Linked DNA regions of Mus musculus: region 2 is linked to region 1. Evidence: chromatin contacts called from public Hi-C data. All regions are on one chromosome and are shown on one strand. Each heading gives the region's core, a stretch centred on a gene start, on an enhancer-like site or on the middle of the called end of the contact. The rest is flanking DNA. Distances are from core to core; before and after follow the strand shown.

Region 1 (5,785 bases), core at 2,245-4,744:
GACTCCCGGTGAGTCTAGAGACAGGAGGCCAGCATAGGTCTTACTTTCTAATATAAAACCATGCATGCTCCAGAGAGTGACTTAGAACAGAAACTCTGAAAGATACCACAGAGAACTGCCCTCCAACTAGTGTGAGATGTCTGCATCTCCTCCGCGGAGGAGGACTTGGAAATCGTTTTCTTTTCCTGCCAGTGACTTGCCAGCGCTCCATTCTGCTGCTGCTTCCCCTCCATCAGTGAAGTCACATTTGCTGTTGGATAGGCTTCATGGGAAAGTCTCGAGTCGTCTGTGAGAAGAGGTTATTTACCGCACTTGGTTATTCTTGTGTTGAGCGAGTGTTAGCTCTTCAGAAAGTGTTTTGCATTTTTTTTCAAACGATGAGGAGGAAAATTGGGTTTTTATAGCCTAAAAAAATTTCTGCAATTTTTTTGTAGCTGTTCCGTCATCATGACTATTTACTATGTCTCCTCTCTACCTTTTGCTGCTCTGAGCCCCAGAGTTAACGTTGTAGCAATGTGTGAGGTGTGAGCTGGCAGTGGTAGGACTGACACTTAACAGCAGTTCAGTGGAAACTTCTCCCCTGCTACATTCAATTCATGGTGGAAAACAGAACTGAAGAGCTACCCTGACTCAAGAGGCCCTTCCCTTGTCTCACTGTGTGGGTCCTGTCCCCTCTCCCTGCATCAGTACAGTGTCAAGCAGAAGGCATGCAGGGAGCTCCCAGAGGGGCCCCGACACAGGAGCTTTTCCGTGACCTGGTGACACAGATTGCAGCCTGCCCACAACTTTCCCAGCACTATCACATTCCGGATATGGTCCTGCGGATGCCTCTCTGGCTAGGCTCAAGGGATTGAACTTGTGGAATTTTGGCTAAGTGCCATGGTTCCCCCATTGACTATGGTCCCTATAGATCATGGTCCCCCGAATTGACCATGACCCAGCATCCCAAATCGCTTCCCACTAAGCACATGCCCTGGTTGCTATGGGCCAAATCTCATGGCTTTTATGTCTCAGTTATGTTCAGTCTTGCTTGGGAAGTGACATCTCAGGGAACTAGATGACAGCAGGACACAGCTGGCTCAGGATCACGTCCAGAACAGAGATTTTTCTGTTGCTATTTAGCTTGGGACAGAGGCATCAGCCAGGTGCTAATGGGGCCTCAAGGGCTTGTGCCAGGGACCTGGGTTGTATTCTGCCTGGGATTTTCCGTTCCTTGGGTGGGGTGTGTTGTGCTGTTGTTTATCTCAGAATCCTGTCTCTAGTGTTGATGTGTGCCAAACACTAGCTGAATAACTTCTTCAAAGAAGGTGTAGAGGGTGCATCCCAAGCTTTAATTTGTGTTGGCCATCGGATTCCCTCTATTTTCTGTGAAAACACACGGAGATCCTCTTACCCAGGTTTTGTTTCAGGTGTGAGCAAACATTTTTGCATGTGCTGTGGTTCCCTTGAAGATCCATGATCCTATTGTTTAAAATGTAAACAAAACAAAACAAAACAAAACCGTGAAAGCCTCACTGAGACAAGGGTTCCATGCTGACCCTCAAAACAGCCACAACTTATCCATTTAAAATATTTTGCTAAACTTTAGCATAATATAATACATGCTAAAATTTAAAAAGATATACTTTCAGTTCTATTTTGTACAGAAGTATGCTTTGCCTGCATGCATGTATGTACACTAAATGTGTGCCCAGCATCCACAGAAGCCAGAACAGAGCATCTAATCTCCTCAAACCCAAGTTACAGCTGGTTGTGAGCTGCCATGAACCAAACCTGTGTCTCTGCAAGAGCAGCCAGTGCTCTTCACCACTGAACCATATCTACAGCTCCCTAGATCAACACTGTAGACACAGAATTTTAATTCATCATTCAGAATAAACTCACTACATAGCCCAGGCTACCCTAAAACTAGCATCCATCCTCCTGCTTCAGCTTCCTAAGTGCTAGGATTAGAGTCACCACCCCTGGCCATCGTGATTGCTTTTGATAATAGGAGTTTTTGATGATAACTTATTTTAGGCACATTTTATGTTCCCTTTAGTTTTTGTACTTGGTAATTGTTCCTTGAATTTAGAAATTCCCTACTATTTCAACCTCGCATGTTCTAGTTGCTTCCTATTTGACTTTCTTGCTGAGACTTGAGGGAGCTGAATCTTAAGCTCTTTTTGCAGTGTTGGAAGAGGCTGGGACATGATTGGGTATTACAAAGGGACCCTTTCTTTCCACATTTTACGGGATCTTTATGTGCTTGCTGTAGATAATACGGTAAGCAAACATTTTAAGTTCCTCCAGCATGAAACTCTATTTCAAGCCTAATTTGGAATGGCTAGTGTCAGCCCCGAGATGACTCTGAGGCCTGCCTCCCTTCATCTTCATAAACAATGGCATTTTGTTCCTCTCTTCAAGTTCCAAGTTTTACTGGGGAAAATAGCCGTAATGGTGTTCCTTGTTGTATAATCTTTTTTTAAAATTTTTTTTATAGATACAGATTGAATTTTAGAAGTCCATTTATAGTTAAAATTACTTTAGGGGCTAGAGAAGATGAGTTTTTAAAAATTATTATTATTAATATTGGCACATACTTATTAGGCAAAGTGGGATAATTGACATCTGCATTTGGTGTGACAGTCAGGTCAGATCAGGATGGCCAACATCTCTGTCTCTTCAGGCATCTACTGTCTCAGTGCTGAAAACCTACAGACTCCTCTCTCTATGACTGACATAATTAATTTCTTGTAACAATGAAGCCACAAAGCGTGGTTGCATTGAATTTTTTTTGTGTAATATTTTACAAGCTTCTCTTTCTGGCTCTCCCTTCCCTTCCTCCGTTGCTGGGATGAGAATGCAGGGATCCACAAGCTAGGGAAATGGTCTGTTGCTGAGCTGAACCCTCAGATCCTTGCCTTCAGCGTTGCTGGCTCACTGTCGTGGTGAAAAGCCATGGTTGTGGTGGTCAGTTGTGACCACCCTGTCCTTGGTGCTTGTCGCACACTGTGGGAACTGGATGACAAGGGGGTCTTCCTCCCCCACTTTGTGCTTGGCCTTGAGCTTAAGGGTGGTCACAGCTGGAATGGTGCCCACTGCAGCTGCAGCATCTGGTGTGGAAACTCCTGGCTCTGACATGTCCAGCTCGCTGCTCTTCTCTCTTCCCTGGCAGAAAACTGTGAGAAGCAGGATGGAGCCATTTGGTTCCAGCGCAGTGTGCGCCATGTGCTAGCTTGTTGTATAGTTGTGTGAGCGCTTGTCCCGTCTCTCTATTCTGCTTCTGTTCTCATGGTAACATTAGAGAGGGCACTGGGTATCCGATTATGAACATGCAGTCTTTACTAGAAAAAAAAATGAGAACATTAAAAAATGAGGAATAGCAAAAGGCTTGTGAAAGGAGGCGTCACTTCCCTCAGTTACTTGATTGCAAAACTCTTGGGAGATGTGGTTGCTTAAGCCCTCCACTGACATTTGGGGAAGAATGTGTTCTTGTGGTGAAGGCTGGTCTGGGAATTCAGATTTCTTCCTTTCTGTTCCCAGGAGTGTGAGGGGTCACCAGTGACATGTGACCAGTCAGCTCAGGATGGGTGTTGAACTTTCTGGACACCATGAACATAAGAGGGTCCGATTCCCCGGCTGACATCATGCTGTGGATTCGTTTAATATGCTACTGGGAACCAGATTGCTCTAGTGACCCAGATAAAGAAGGGACCTGGGGTGGGCTGACTTCATTTCTAATTCTGCTTCAGAGCTGAGTCAGTGGAAATCTGGTAGGAATCAGGTCATCTGGCTCCCTTCCCCGCCTCGTTCATTCCATGATTAAAATGGGAAATAAAAAAACCTTATCTCTGCTGGTCTTCTGGAGATACTGCCAATATCAATTAAGGACTAAAAATACTCCGCAGACACACTAGAAAGTTCTCCGCCAATGTTCCATTTTCGAGTCCTCCCCAGCTCAGTTTGGGTTATTTGAGAATTTGCAATTCAATTTTTATTTTATTTTACTTATTTATTTTATTATTATTTTGGGGGCCATCTGTTCAGAGTTCGGTCATAGTCTCTTTTGAGTTGTCTTTTTCTACATCTGAAAACCCTTCGAGAGAGCACTTTTGCTGCTAGCAGTTCTCACAGCTCCTCGGTTCCACCACCATGACAGGCTAAGGGTGAACGTATGTTTCACTCTGCCTTTGGACAAGTCTTGGTGGGGATTTCCTTCCTCAGCGCTCACTGGGCGTCTGGGAGGAGGATCCCACATCCATATGTGTGTGCTTGAATCTGCTCCTTCCAGTTGGTTTCATTGCTGCTGGCCCAGGGGTGGAGGAATGTACTATGTCCCCTCTCCTTTTGTCTTTATAAAGACCCAGAGGATCGGTGAGACCCTGAAGCAACTGAACAGTTTGGAGGGAAGCGGGTCTTTGAACATGCTCCCTTGTCTCGTTTGATCACGTGATGGTGGAGACCTTTTAAGCACCTCATGGCGCGTGAAGTGCTACTTGAGGGGGTGGGGAGTGGCAAATAGGGTCCTAACCAGGTCATTTCCCTTTGACTTTGCACTAATGAAGCTTAGAGAAAACCCTTGAGTCTTAAGCAACCCTGCCGGCCCACTCTAGAGTCTCTCATGCTTTGAAATGAGCTTTAGCAGGTTACCTACAGAGTAAAGATAAAATGTGTTTATGGGTTTTTTTTTTGTATTGATAATCTAAATATGCCAGTCTCTAAAACATCCCTCCATCAGACCCTTAGCTCCCTTTTGCTGCTACAAGGTACTCTAATCTCTCTAGGTTCAAAGGTTGGTGTCTCCTTCCTGTGTGTTCCCACCTTACAGTTTTTTTTTTCTTTCCTGTGACACCCAGCCCTGCTCCCCAGTCTTTCTCCAGCCCGCAGTGCATAGCAGTCTGACTCCTTTTGTCTCTGCCCATATTTATTTTGCATTCATCTTTGGAAGGTCAGCCTAAGGTCCAGAGCAGCACATTTTTTTTCTCTGTCTCTCGACTTTCTCTGTTTTTTGTTCTTTCCCAGTGTATTACAGCCCTTGTCAAACATTTATGCCATGAATGATAGTTCTTATTTTAAAAATCATGTTTCTTATTTCTTTTCTGATCTGGGGCAGAGGCCACCAGTAAACTTTCATCTTTTCGTTGGAAAAAAAAAATTACTGTTGAAAAGGAGACTGATCTAAGCCCACCGTCAAGCTATTGATCATTTGTGTGCTGAGATCAGAGCTGTGTCTCTGCTTATCAGTACCTGCAAGGGTCTAAAAAGAGAGACACGGATGGGCTGCTCAGAATGTCATCTGTTGGGAGCAAAAAGGTACCAGTGGCTGGGTGAGATTATAACCAACTCAATGAATAAAACTCAAGTATTTTTTTTATTTTATAGACTTTACATATTATACAGCTCCTAGTATCTACAAGCCATTATGTCAGGTGATAAATATTAGAAATCTAACATGGAACATCTGGAGAAGGTTTCATCCTTCATTTTCATATACTCATCGTATTCTCTTACGGTGCTGGGAAGGACTTAGAAAGGTTTATACTTTAGTCCATTTCCTTTGGCAGAACAGCCAATAGAATGAGCAGATGGGTGGGTGGGTGGGTGGGTGGATGGATGGATGGATGGATGGATGAGTGCATGCATGGGACGGTGGTTGGCATGTTGGATGTATGTGTAGATGGATGAGTAGATGGGTATGTGGGTAGATGGATATAGAAGGGAGATAGGTGGGTGGATGTGTGGACAGGTGGGTTTGTAGACAGGTGGGTGGATGTATGGACAGGTGCGTGAGTGGGTGGGTATA
Region 2 (5,785 bases), core at 1,010-3,509, 300 kb before region 1:
CAGGCAGTTGAGAGCTGTGGATGCTGGGAATCAAACCAGAATACTATGGAAGGGCAGCCAGTCCTCTTAACTCCTGAGCCATCTCTTCAGTCCCTACAATTTTTTTTTTTTTTTAAAGATAGGTTAATACTATTCTTTAGGCTGGACCAGAACTCCCATGGAGTCCCAGCCTGGTCTCAAACCCCTGAAGAGTTTTAGCTTGAGCCTCCCTTCAGGTTCTAGGATCACAGGTGGGAGCCATCACACACATCCCACAAACGTCTGAAGGACTCTCCGAAGGCTTAACAAGGAGCAGACTTTTTGCCAGTTGAGGTGGAACACATGAGAGTCGGCTTTGCAGCAGACAGAAAACACCATTGTTGGTTTTGAAATCATGATCTCCTGTGGCCAAGCCAAACATGCCAGCCATTCAAAATCATGGAAGGTTTGGCTCCCAGACTTCCTAGAGCTGTTTTTCTAAACTGCCGGCCCCGGCTCTTCCCCGGCTTCGGCATTCTGGCCTGCGGGTTCTGGGTTTTAAACAGGCACACCTCATATCAGAGGCAACGCTTTCTCTATCAGGGATCTCACTGCCTGCATAGGAAGTTTTGGGGGTACTTTCTCAGGCCAAGCTCCTTGCTGAATTTGCGGGATACAGCAAGGAGTTCAATTTACAGTTCCGAACTGAAGGAGAGGGACAAGCTCACACTTGTAGTCCCCAAACTGGGGGAGACTGAGGCAGGAGGGGCTTAAAGCCAGGTAGGCTAGAGTCAGCCTGGGCTACTGAGTGAAACCGTTGCTCAGCAACTGGGGTGCAGGGTACAGAAAGAGAAGTTCACATTGCCATAGAAGTGAGACAAATAAGTGCACACACATTTACAATGACAAACTGCCACGATGGCAGGTAACTGTGAGGAAGAATGATATTCCTGGAGAACTTGGGACATTTGGAGACCACGAATTTGACTACCATAGTGCATAGAACACAGTCTGTATTACCTGGAAGTCTAGCTTCGGGCAAGCAGTTAGAGGACAGAACTTTCAGGAAAAAAGTAGGGAACAACATGTCTGCCTAATCATTTGCCTTTCAAGAGAGCATCAAAGAAAGGGGGGAGGCCGGGCGTGGTGGCGCATGCCTTTAATCCCAGCACTCGGGAGGCAGAGGCAGGTGGATTTCTGAGTTCGAGGCCAGCCTGGTCTACAAAGTGAGTTCCAGGACAGCCAGGGCTACACAGAGAAACCCTGTCTCCAAAAACCAAAAAAAAAAAAAAAAAAAAAAGGGTGGGGAAGACCAAAAATACTGAAAGACCTGAGCATGCTTAGTATCAGACAGACTTGACTGGACAAGCAAAGGACTCTTTACTTTTGTAAGCCACCAGTAGGGGTGCATTTGTGGGGGTAATTTGAATGTAACTCCAAACAGTCCTCAAGAGATGAACGATAGACTTCTGCTCTCGTTTTCATTTGTTTTTAAGGCAGGGTCTCTTGCAGCTGAGGCAGGTCTTGAACTCATTGCTGCTCCTGTATCTCTCTCCCAAAATCTTTGATTATCGATGGATGCCACTATTTTGACTCTAAAAAGTTTTAAATGATTTATTCTTATGTGTAACGGTATTTTTGCCTGGATGTCTGTCTGCGGACCACATGCATGTAGTGTCTGATGAGTCCAGAAGAAGCCTTGGCCCCTCTTGGAACAAGAATTACAAACTTTTGAGTAGCCGTGTGGATGCTAGGACTCAAACCCGGGTCCTCTGGAAGGGCAGTCGTTTCTCCAACAGGCATTTCCAGTTACAGGTTCTTGAGGAAAGGATCATTTCCTGGTGTGGTTCTTTCATTCTAAGCCCATAGAACAGTAAGAAGTACACAAATACTGCATGTACAGGGTTGCAGACAGCAGTTTGGTATGTAGTATTGATCTACACGTACTGATTGTGGCAAGGTACATACTTGCAGATATGCTGTACGTATGATGGGGTACAGGGTGTGTTAAGGCGCACATATTGAGGTGTTTAAATGAGGACATGATGACCGCGGGATGGTGTATAGTGTGTTGGAGTGGTGTGCTGAGATTGGGTACATATTGCGGGGCACACCGGGTCCCAGCAGCAGACACAATGATGTACACCGAGCCCAAGTTACCCATAAGGAAAGGCGAGGAGATCTGCGCTAAAATGGGGAAGGGTTCGAAGTTCCCGCCTCTCTTCCGCTGCCACCGTGCCCAAATGCCTAAATATTGCCAGACTTCAGGCAGAGTGTAGCCTCTTCCGGGAGTGGGCGGAGCCCCATGAGGAACGGGCGTGGCTTCTGGTTCGCCCGGCTGGGCCTGGCCTGCAGGATCTTGCCTTCCGCCTGTTCGCTGGATCTGTCCCCAATATGCTGCGGGCGCGCGGGCCTGGGCCCGGCGCTCTGCTGCTCCGGGCCGCGCTGGGTCTCGGGCGGCGCGGGCGGTCATGGCAACGGCCGCAAGGCCAGGACACCGGCGTGCAGGTGCATAACAGCCTCACTGGCAGGAAGGAGCCGCTGATAGTGGCCCGCTCGGACGCAGTCTCCTGGTGCGTGCGCCGGGAGAGGCAGGGCGGAGCGAGGCGGGGCGGGAAGGTGCGCAGGGGCAAGTCAATTCTGAAAGCCTGACGTGGTCTCCCGAGCGTCACTTAAACACCGCGCGTGTTCAGTGAAGGTTGTTAAGGAAGACTTAGGGCTCCTTTTACATATCTCACATGGTGGATCTTAATATGTTCCCAGGTATAGCTGTGGACCGACTGTGTACGACCATGCACATCTTGGCCATGCTTGGTGAGTTTCCTAGATTTGAACCTTTGACAAAGTCAGAGGGTTATTTATTGTGCAAAGAGTAAACTGTTAGCTTGTTTTATAATCTGTTAAGTGAACTGAGTGATGATTGCATTCTGGGAATTGTGAGACACCGGAATGTTGGTCTCTTTGGTCTTCATAGCTGTTTGGAGTTGCATACCCATTGGAGTTACTGTGAAGGAATAGAGAGTGACCCGTTTGCGAATTAGATGTTTCTAAGGTTGGTCCAGAGACCCGAATCCAACAGTGGGGGATCATTGCCTGGTCTTGGACGGATCACATTCTTGCTGGAATCATGGTTCTTATTTTGAGTGAAGACAGAAATGACAACATGACATCTTCATGGCAGTTTCTGGAAATGTCTATGAAGTGCCGCTTAGCACAGCGCCCCCAAGTGTTCTAAGTGCTCCACCACTGACCCACTGACCGAATACTGTCTTGCTAGACTCCAGGGAGCATTGGAGCAGTATTTGTTGACATTTCCCATCTCTTGATATTTTAGTTGTTGTCTTGCACTTTTTTGTTTGTTTGTTGTTTTTGAGACTGAGTTTCTCTGTGTAGTCTTGGCTGTCCTGAAACTCACTTTATAGACCAGGCTGGTCTCAAACTCAGAGATGTCCCTGTCTTTGTTGGAATGCTGAGATAAAAGGTATACGCCTACTGCCTGACTCTTGCACAGTTTTAATTGGGTATTTTTAAAAAGATTTATTTATTTATTATATGTAAGTACACTGTAGCTGTCCTCAGATACTCCAGAAGAGGGCATCAGATTTCATTACGGATGGTTGTGAGCTACCATGTGGTTGCTGGGATTTGAACTCAGGACCTTAGGAAGAGCAGTCAGTGCTTTTAACCACTGAGCCATCTCGCCAGCATCCTTAATTGGGTATTTTTAGACCTAAATGAAACGCAAGTGTGGAGGCCAGAGGACATCCTCAGATGTCATCCTCAAGTGCTACCTTCTGTCTGTTTTGAGACAGAATCTCTCACTGCCTTGGAAGTCCACAAACAGGCCACGCTGGCCGGGAAGCTCGTCCCCAGGGTCCACCTGTCTCTGCCTCCAGCACTGGGGTAGTGGGGACAATCCGAGAGAACAAGAGTGGTAAAAAGCTCTTGTTGCTTGGCAGTGGTGGCGCACACCTTTAATGCCAGAGCTCTGGAGGCAAAGGCAGGTAGATCTCTGTGAGCTCAAGGCCAGCCTGGTCTACAGAGCAAGCTCCAGGACAGCTAGGACTACACAGAGAAACCCTGACCTAAAGCAACAAGAACAAAACAGTCTTGACATTGAGTTTTGTATCAGGATTTTTTACACACTTAAATACATGCAAACTCATCCAACAGCTTTAATCTTAAAAAAGGCAATACAGTGTCCCAAACTGATGTGATTGCTTTTGTTGCGTCTCACAAGGCCCTTCTGGGCCTCCAGGTGGGACCCAGTTTGTAAGAAAGTACTTGGCTTAGTTCCCTATGAACCAAGCATCAACTGTAGAACACTGTTTGGAAGTTACATAGTAGCGTGTTATACTGTAACCCATTTCTTTTCAAGAATAAAGCTGATGGGGCCCACAAGATGGCTCCCTGGGTAAAGGCACCTCTTGTAAGAACCTGATGACCTGAGGTTGATCCCCAAGATTCACTTGGTGAAAGGAGAGAACCAAGCCCCGAAAACTGTCCTCTGACCTCAACATACATTCTGCACATCTGCCTCTCCTGTGTGTGTGAGAGGCACACATACACACACACACACACACACACACACACACACACACACACACAGAGCATTCATACCACAGACACTATAGTAGCAGTAGTAAACATTGTGTCCTGGAGAGATGATGTAATGCTCAGAGTACTTGTTTATAGATGAACTAAGTTCCTCCCATCACCCACATGATGGCTCACAACCGTCAGATGCACACATGGTGCACATACATACACACAGGCAAAATACATGCACATGAAATAAAACAAGATAATCAAAAATAACATAATTTTTAACAGCTGGGCAATGGTGGCGCACACCTTTAATCCCAGTAGTTGAGAGGCAGAGGCAGACAGGTCTCTCTGAGTTTGAGGCCAGCCTGGTTCCAGGACAGCCAGGGCTATACAGGGAAACCCTGTATGGAAAACCAAAAAACAACAACAAAAAAACTAGGTTAAAAATAAAATACTGGTCAGGTAGTGGTGGCGCACACCTTTAATCTCAGCACTTGGGAGGCAGAGGCAGGTGGATCTCTGAGTTCGAGGCCAGCTTCGTCTACAGAGTGAGTTCCAGGACAGCCAGGGCTGCACAGATACAGAGAAACTCTGTGTCGAGAAGCCAGAAAATAGAATAAGTAAATTAACGCCGTTGATTCTGTGTGTTGAAGACAGCCTGGCAGTGTTTTTCTTTCAGCTCCTATGTTAGATTTGACATTATCCGGAGGATCCTGACCAGAGTGTTTGGATGCAATGTGGTCATGGCGATGAGCATTACCGACGTGGATGACAAAATAATCAAGAGAGCTAACGAGGTAAGCAGCCTCCCTCACATTGACCGGCAAGCCGGTGGCTGAGCGGCCGTTCCCTGCCGAGGCTACTTTCATGTATTCCTAGTACTTGTGACCCTTTATGTGTCCCGAAGACTCTTCTCCAAAAAAAAAAAAAAAAACCAGACCGAGATGGTGGCAGGTCCCACCGAGGGAAGTTAAGTCAGTGGAGAGCGGAGAAGCACCCCCTCCAGGGGTGTCCACTGTCCTCTGACCCTTGTCCCCGTCCCTCCCTGTGATGAGTGCCTCACTCCAGCTCTACCAAGACCCCCTGGGCCCTGACTCTGGCCTTGGACACCCCTGTGTTCCGATGCCTCATTTCCACATTTCTCTTGTTTTGCTGTTAGACACAAGCTCTTATCCTGTCGCCCAGGTTGGCCTCTGTAGCTCAGATCAGCCTCGCCTAGGGAGTGCTGCAGTCTTGTCTCTTGACCACCAGGAGGTGCATATGTGTCCCTCACCATCAC

The links. Hi-C and Micro-C count contacts between places; a contact is called where the count stands out from the background.
Region 2: a contact with region 1 is called in a Hi-C map of muscle stem cells, with 3 times the contacts expected there. The contact joins the promoter of Cars2 here to the enhancer-like site in region 1. A contact is called at or near these places in 1 of 39 promoter capture datasets (hippocampal neurons), 8 of 484 Hi-C or Micro-C datasets (the C2C12 cell line, the HL-1 cell line, the N1E-115 cell line and 4 more), 4 of 115 datasets of contacts at active chromatin or transcription factors (extraembryonic endoderm stem cells, neural tube, pancreatic cancer cells and 1 more) and 2 of 9 other capture datasets (adipose tissue and pancreatic islet).

Annotation. Positions count from the first base shown.
Region 1 is chr8:11,247,645-11,253,429 of GRCm38.p6, reverse strand. All of the region lies in intron 2 of Col4a1 (collagen, type IV, alpha 1), which reads left to right. Among named protein-coding and RNA genes, the nearest start is that of Gm32709, 11 kb to the left of the region's middle. Within about 2 kb of position 3,494, at least 55 of the 459 cell types and tissues checked have an H3K27ac peak or open chromatin away from gene starts, as enhancers often do. A contact at or near this core is called in adipose tissue and muscle stem cells, where this site is marked.
Region 2 is chr8:11,547,245-11,553,029 of GRCm38.p6, reverse strand. Cars2 (cysteinyl-tRNA synthetase 2 (mitochondrial)(putative)) reads left to right here and starts at 2,259. Exons shown (of 15, transcript NM_001359137.1): 1 at 2,259-2,531; 2 at 2,722-2,772; 3 at 5,186-5,303. The coding sequence starts at 2,353.